Linked DNA regions of Anas platyrhynchos: region 1 is linked to region 2. A link is a contact called in public Hi-C data. All regions are on one chromosome and are shown on one strand. The core of a region is the stretch at or near the end of the contact, and the rest is flanking DNA. Distances in the headings are between cores, read along the strand shown. Region 1 holds the start of PRKCI (protein kinase C iota). Region 2 holds the start of MYNN (myoneurin).

Evidence for each region. A called contact is a pair of places that touch in the nucleus more often than the background predicts.
Region 1: a contact with region 2 is called in a Hi-C map of subcutaneous adipose tissue, with 2.0 times the contacts expected there. The contact joins the promoter of PRKCI here to the promoter of MYNN in region 2. A contact is called at or near these places in 2 of 8 Hi-C or Micro-C datasets (small yellow follicle and subcutaneous adipose tissue).

Annotation. Positions count from the first base shown.
Region 1 is chr9:4,901,809-4,904,526 of IASCAAS_PekinDuck_T2T, reverse strand. It overlaps PRKCI (protein kinase C iota), which reads right to left and starts at 1,262. Exons shown (of 18, transcript XM_027464259.3): 1 at 1,050-1,262. The coding sequence starts at 1,159. It overlaps PHC3 (polyhomeotic homolog 3), which reads left to right and starts at 1,508. Exons shown (of 15, transcript XM_027464250.3): 1 at 1,508-1,696.
Region 2 is chr9:4,755,268-4,758,274 of IASCAAS_PekinDuck_T2T, reverse strand. MYNN (myoneurin) reads right to left here and starts at 1,357. Exons shown (of 8, transcript XM_027463988.3): 1 at 1,224-1,357; 2 at 588-877. The coding sequence starts at 853. TRNAV-AAC (transfer RNA valine (anticodon AAC)) reads right to left here and starts at 1,781; the gene lies at 1,709-1,781.

The DNA of each region.
Region 1 (2,718 bases), core at 13-2,512, 150 kb before region 2:
TCTTGCGCCACAGCCTCCCAGCGCTAAAGCAAGAAGTCAAATGATTGCATGTGGAAGTGATCAAGATTAAAACTGACCCAGCAGAAGAAAAATAAATGGTTTTAATCCAGAGCAGTTTCCACTTTAGTTCGCTGCCTGACAAAATGAACACTTCTGTCAGCTAATGGCCAGGGCCATCTCCACTCCTTTAAGAAATAGGGCATTAAAGGGACTGTAAAAGAGCAGAGAGTTTCACGTACTATTAGTTTGAAAGCATTTCACAGACCTCATAAAACCACAGATTATGCCACTTTTACACAGATCCTACAGCACTTTTGCCAAGAAAAGCCCCAGAGCAGACACAGCCCAGAAACAAAGGGCATTACCAAATGCCAAGTGCTCAGCAAGGCATTTACAAGGCATATACTGCTCCTTAAAACTATAAGACTATAGATATCAGACAGTGAGCACCGTAAATATAGAAAGTTTTTTCTCGTACTTAACCCAGGTAACTGGAAGGAAGCTGTTGAGAGTGCCTGGAGCTCCATCCGAACCCAAAAACACAACCTGCGTTGTTTTCTGATGAGATCACCTCCCACCCACCTCCACGGCCCCACGAACCTTGCTCTCAGACTTTTCAGGCCGGCTCCTCTAACTGTCGGTGCCCAACAGGGCGCTGCGCACCCCCAGCAGGGCACCCTTTATATTATATTATATCAGATTATATGTGTCGTTACACGCTGCTGCAGGACAGCAGCACCCAGCCTCTCCCCCTGCAGGCCCCCAGCACCTCGCTGCCACTCGGCTCCCTCAGAAACCCCAGGGAGCACCCCAGGACCCTACAGGGCAGGTTTTCAGCCCAACTCTCCTCCTTCAGCCCCAAACAGATCCCCACACGCAGCTCCCGGCCCCAAAACCCCTATTTTTTTCCTCATTTTCCCCGACTGTGGCACCGAGAGCCCCGCGGGGGAGGGGGGGGGGGCAGCGCGGGCACGGCCGTGAGGGGAGGCACCGGGGAAGCACCGGGGAGGCACCGGGCGGGCCCCCGGCCCTGCCGCCGCCTCACTCACCCCTTGTAGTAGGCTTTCACGCGGACCTGGTGGCCTCCGTCCCCGCCCAGGCCGCCCCCTCCGCCGCCCGGAGCCGTCATGGTGCCGCTGCCGTCCCGCTGTGTCGGCATCCCCGGGGCGGCGGCGGCGGCCGGGGCCGGGGCCGCGCTACGAGGAGGAGGCGGCGGCCGCGCGCCCCCCGCCGGCCCTCAGCCCGCCCAGGCCGGGCGGAACCACTGCGGGGAGGAAAAAGAGGGGGGGAGAGTGGAGGAGCCCAAGAGGCGCCCGCACCCCCGTGAGGGAGAGGGGAGGGCGGGGCACAAGGGATCCCCCTCTGTGTCCCCGCCGCTTGGTACGGCCCGCCGGGAGCGCGCAGCGGCTGCCGGGCAGGGGGCGGCCCCGCGGCTGCGCGGGAGCGAGCACGGGCAGGGGCTTCTACAGCTGGTGTGGTGGTTTGTGGTTTTCTTTAAAAAAAACACAAAGGGTGCTTCCTAGCTAAAAGGAATGGAATGTTTAGGATTTAGGGAAAGGTATTTTATCAGAACTGTTAATCCTAAATAGGTTCTTTTAGGATTTCCCTGTTTAACAACGCGTTGGTAGCGTCGTTGATAACGCGTATTTATTTTGCCCTGCACTTCCTTGACGCTTCTGGGAATCCTGAGGAATAGGTAACCTAACCTTTGTTGTGTTTTTTTTTTTTTTTTCTGATAGTGTGCAAACACTTCCTTTTTTCCTCACTACCTCCTTGCTGTAATCGGCACCGTTCCCGGCTGTTTGTTAAAGCAGCGCGGCGTTCAGCCGCTTCGTGCGGCTGCTACACGAGACCTGCACATTCCAATCGTGCACCTTGCTCTGTTTTTTTTGTTTTGTTTTGTTTTTTCTCTCTTTGATGATAAAGTAACTTAAGGCCCCATGTGCTGTTTTCCTTGCAAGAGGTTACGAAGCACAAAACTTTTTGCCTTGCTACCTGGCCTTCCTGCAGCAGGTATTTTTCCTCCTCAGAAGAAACTTCCTTGCTCCACCCAGTTTCCAAACAGTCTTGCATCAATTTCACACAGCAGGAAATACCTTGCTGTATCTTAACGATACCTTGCTCTACAATTTAACAAAAAGTTTCCTGCAAGATCTCTAAGAGTATTCCATCACAAAGAGGAAAACATTTCATGACAGGAGAGGTACTGAGTTTGTCAGGATATCCCATGCAAGATTTGAGTTAACTTTATGCGGTACGGTGGCTAATTGTCGGCGTGGAGGCTGGGCTTTTTTCTTCTATGCCAGGTAGTGCAAAGCAGCCGCTACCACCTACGCTTAAGTAATGGTGTAATTCAACTCTGCTCAATTATGGTCAGTTCCAAAAAGCTCTCATCCCCTTAGCAGGGAGAGGCTTAGAACCAATATGTTGCAGGAAGAACTGGAAGCTAGGCTAACTGATCTAAAACTCCCTTCAGTTTCATATTCCTGAGACATCAGGTGCCACCTCCCGTTTGTGAGTCTTTGAACAACTAACATAGAAAAGCCCTCTGGGCAGGCCCTTTCTTGCCTTTAACCTTCACACAGCCCCCTCACAACACACGTCTTACAGCTAATCCCACAGATTTATTAACACCCCGTTTACTGAAGAAGCCCTCGGGCAGCAGCCTCCCGCCCCTCAGCCCCTCCGCCCCGCCGCACGAAGCCCCAAGATGGCGGC
Region 2 (3,007 bases), core at 108-2,607:
AGGCTTTTAAAATTCTCAGTCTGAGTTTCCAGACATTGGCAGCAACAAAGTTTTTTTCTGGATGCATTTGACACCAGACATTGCAACAGGAGTTACACTTCTGGGCTAAGTGCCTCTGAGTAGTCACAGCTGAATGAGCCACGCCTCTTTCTTTTCCCTGAGAGAGCAGCACTGCGAAGAACCCTCCCTGTACACAAAGTAACACAACATGCACAAAAACACCTCCACAAGGGGGAAAACAAGTATAGTTTCTGTGTGTTGACTGGAAAAAGGGCTCTTATAATCCAACTTCGGGAAGAATGGAGTTATCCCTCCCTCTCCCAGTAACCACACAGGATTTTTAATCCTTCCTGATCCTGACAGAAAGACTCAAGAAACTGCACCTATCAGCAAAATATCTGACAACATACTTTTGTTTTGGGACTCGTATGTCATGTGCTACCCTGAAGCATGCAAACAGAAGATCTTCAATGGTTTGTATGCATCACATCCACTACTGTGCTCCTCCCAGATGTGTTACAACAAACAAAAAACCCAGCACTGCCCCAACACGGTTTGTTTCCCTATTTTCTATCCGCACGCGTTACCTGTCAAGGTTCAAGTTCCCCGTGTAAATAAATTCCAGGAGCTTTTGGAACCCGTCAGCCTTGACTTGAGTCTGATCCAAGACGACGTTGTTGTCCGAGGCGTCCCGGTAGAAGGCCCCGAAGTACTCGCTGAAGGAAGCCAGCACATTTCGGTGCGCCTTGAACTGGAACTCGCCGATGACCACGGTGCAGTCGCAGAGGAAGCCGGCTTCGCGCTGCTTGTTCAGCCTCTCCAGCAGGTGCTCGCAGTGATGGGCGTACTGCATCCTGCCAGCGGCCTCTCCTCCGTCCTGGGAAAGCGAAGCAGCCCCGTTACACACCGGATTTCACTTTTCCCCCCCCCCTTCCCTCAAAATAAAGTTAATGCTGACAGACACCCCAGCTCTGACCCCCCCCCCCTCCCCCACGGCCGCCTCCCTCACGGGGCTCTCCTCAGAGCCGCGGGGAGCTCCCGGCCGCCGGGGCTGGACCCGGGGAGCACCGGGGGACAACGGGGAGCGGCCGGGCCGCAACCTCCGGGGGCCGGGCCCCTCCTCAGCCCTTCCCCGGTGTCCCCCGGGTCCCGCCGGGCCGGGCCGGGCCCGCCTCAGCCGCTCCCCCCCGGGCCCAGCCCTGAGGCGGCGGCGCCTCCCGCACCTGCGGCGGGGACGAGCGGGAGGAAGCGGCGGCGCCTCCGCCTCAGGCCGCCATGTTGTGCCGCCGCCGCTTCCCGCACGCCACTTCCGGTGCTCCCGGGACCGCCGGGGACCGGAGAAGGGCACGGGGAGGCTGCGGGGGGAGCGGGGACCCGGCGGGCACCGCCCGGAGGGGAACGGGGCGGGACGGGCCGCGGAACGACCGCTGGGAGGGTCGGGGAGGTGTGGACTACAGCTCCCGTGATGCACCGCGGCGCGGTAGTGCTGGGGTGTAGGGTGCTAGGGAGCGGTGCATGCTGGGGGATGTAGTCCCGCTGGGACTGAAGGCTCTGACATGTCTCCGTGTTGGTGCTTGCAGTTCAAAGCAATTCGTGGCTCCGGCTCAGCAGCGCTGGCGGACCTCGATTGCTTTCTAGCACGACGTCGAGAAATATATAGGGGAGAAAAAAAAAAAAAAAAAAAAAGAAAAGGCGAGCCACCCGCCGGTGTTTCCGCCCGGTTTCGAACCGGGGACCTTTCGCGTGTTAGGCGAACGTGATAACCACTACACTACGGAAACCCCGCTCGGGAGCCAGTTCTGCGGCCATCCCCCTCATGGCTCTCACCTCACAGCAGGCTGCGGCCTCCCCCCCAGAATCCCAAAACCATTAGGGTTGAAAAGCCCTAAAATCGCCTGATCCAACCACCCCCTACCACCATCACCCACTGAGCCGTGTCCCCAAGCACCACCCCCAGGGACAGTGACTGCCCGCTGCCCCACCTGCCACAGGCAGCCTCAGCGGGGCTGTGGGAACAAACAGGTTGTTTGTGCTCCTAACGGCGGTGCTGTGGGTTTGTGGTGCCTTTCGTTATAACACTTCTCACGTGGGAAAAGGCCCTGCGTAGTCTGGTACGGTTTCAGGGAAAAGCAGGTGACTTCTTGGAGCGTGCAGGCTGACGGAGCATCTTTTCCCCCTCTCCTTCAGGCAGAGAATTGGGGACACAGACCGCCACCACCACACACAGCCCTGAGATTTACACCTGCTGGACCCGCCACCTTTTGGGTTTTTATTTGAACCACGTCGAAAATCTTCGTTGCTGGCTGAGAAAGGGTCCTACCACCACCAATCGCAGCGTTCACCTGACAGAGAAACTTTGAGGTCTCGATTTTCAAAAATCACCCGATCCATTTGCGATATATTTCAGCCTGTCTGTGTAAGTAAATAGAACGCCGCACCTTGGGTTGATGTTTCACGCCAAAGTGCCATTTGAAACCACTTTTTCCTACAGCGCCAAATCCACCTCCTGGGGTGGTTACAGGCCCAGATTTCAGCCCCTGAGCCCAGCCCCAGCCCCAGCCCCCAAATTCTAACCCCCAATCCCGAGCCCCCAGGTCTCCGCCCCCAGACCCCAGCTCCCACCCCCTGTTTCCCAGCTTCCTGACTCCACCTCCTGGAGCTCGGACCCAGCCACCAGGTACCGACCCCGAGCCCTAAACCCCCAAACCCATAAACCCCAAACCCGTAAACCCCAAACCCTAGATCCCAAACCCACAACCCCAAGCCCCCAGACCCCAGCACCAAGCCGTTTAGACCCCAAACCCTAAACACCCCAACCACCAGGTATTTGCCCTCTAGACCCCAGCTCCCAGTTCTTAACCCCCGACCCCAGGTCCCGGTCCCAAGCCCAGACCCCATTAGGGTCGGGGGGGGGGGGGGGTGTCCCCAGCCCGGCGCGCGCCGCGGAGCACGTGGTGCAGCCGGCGCGCGGCTAACCCGAGCCTTCCAAACTCCCGCCGCTCTCCTG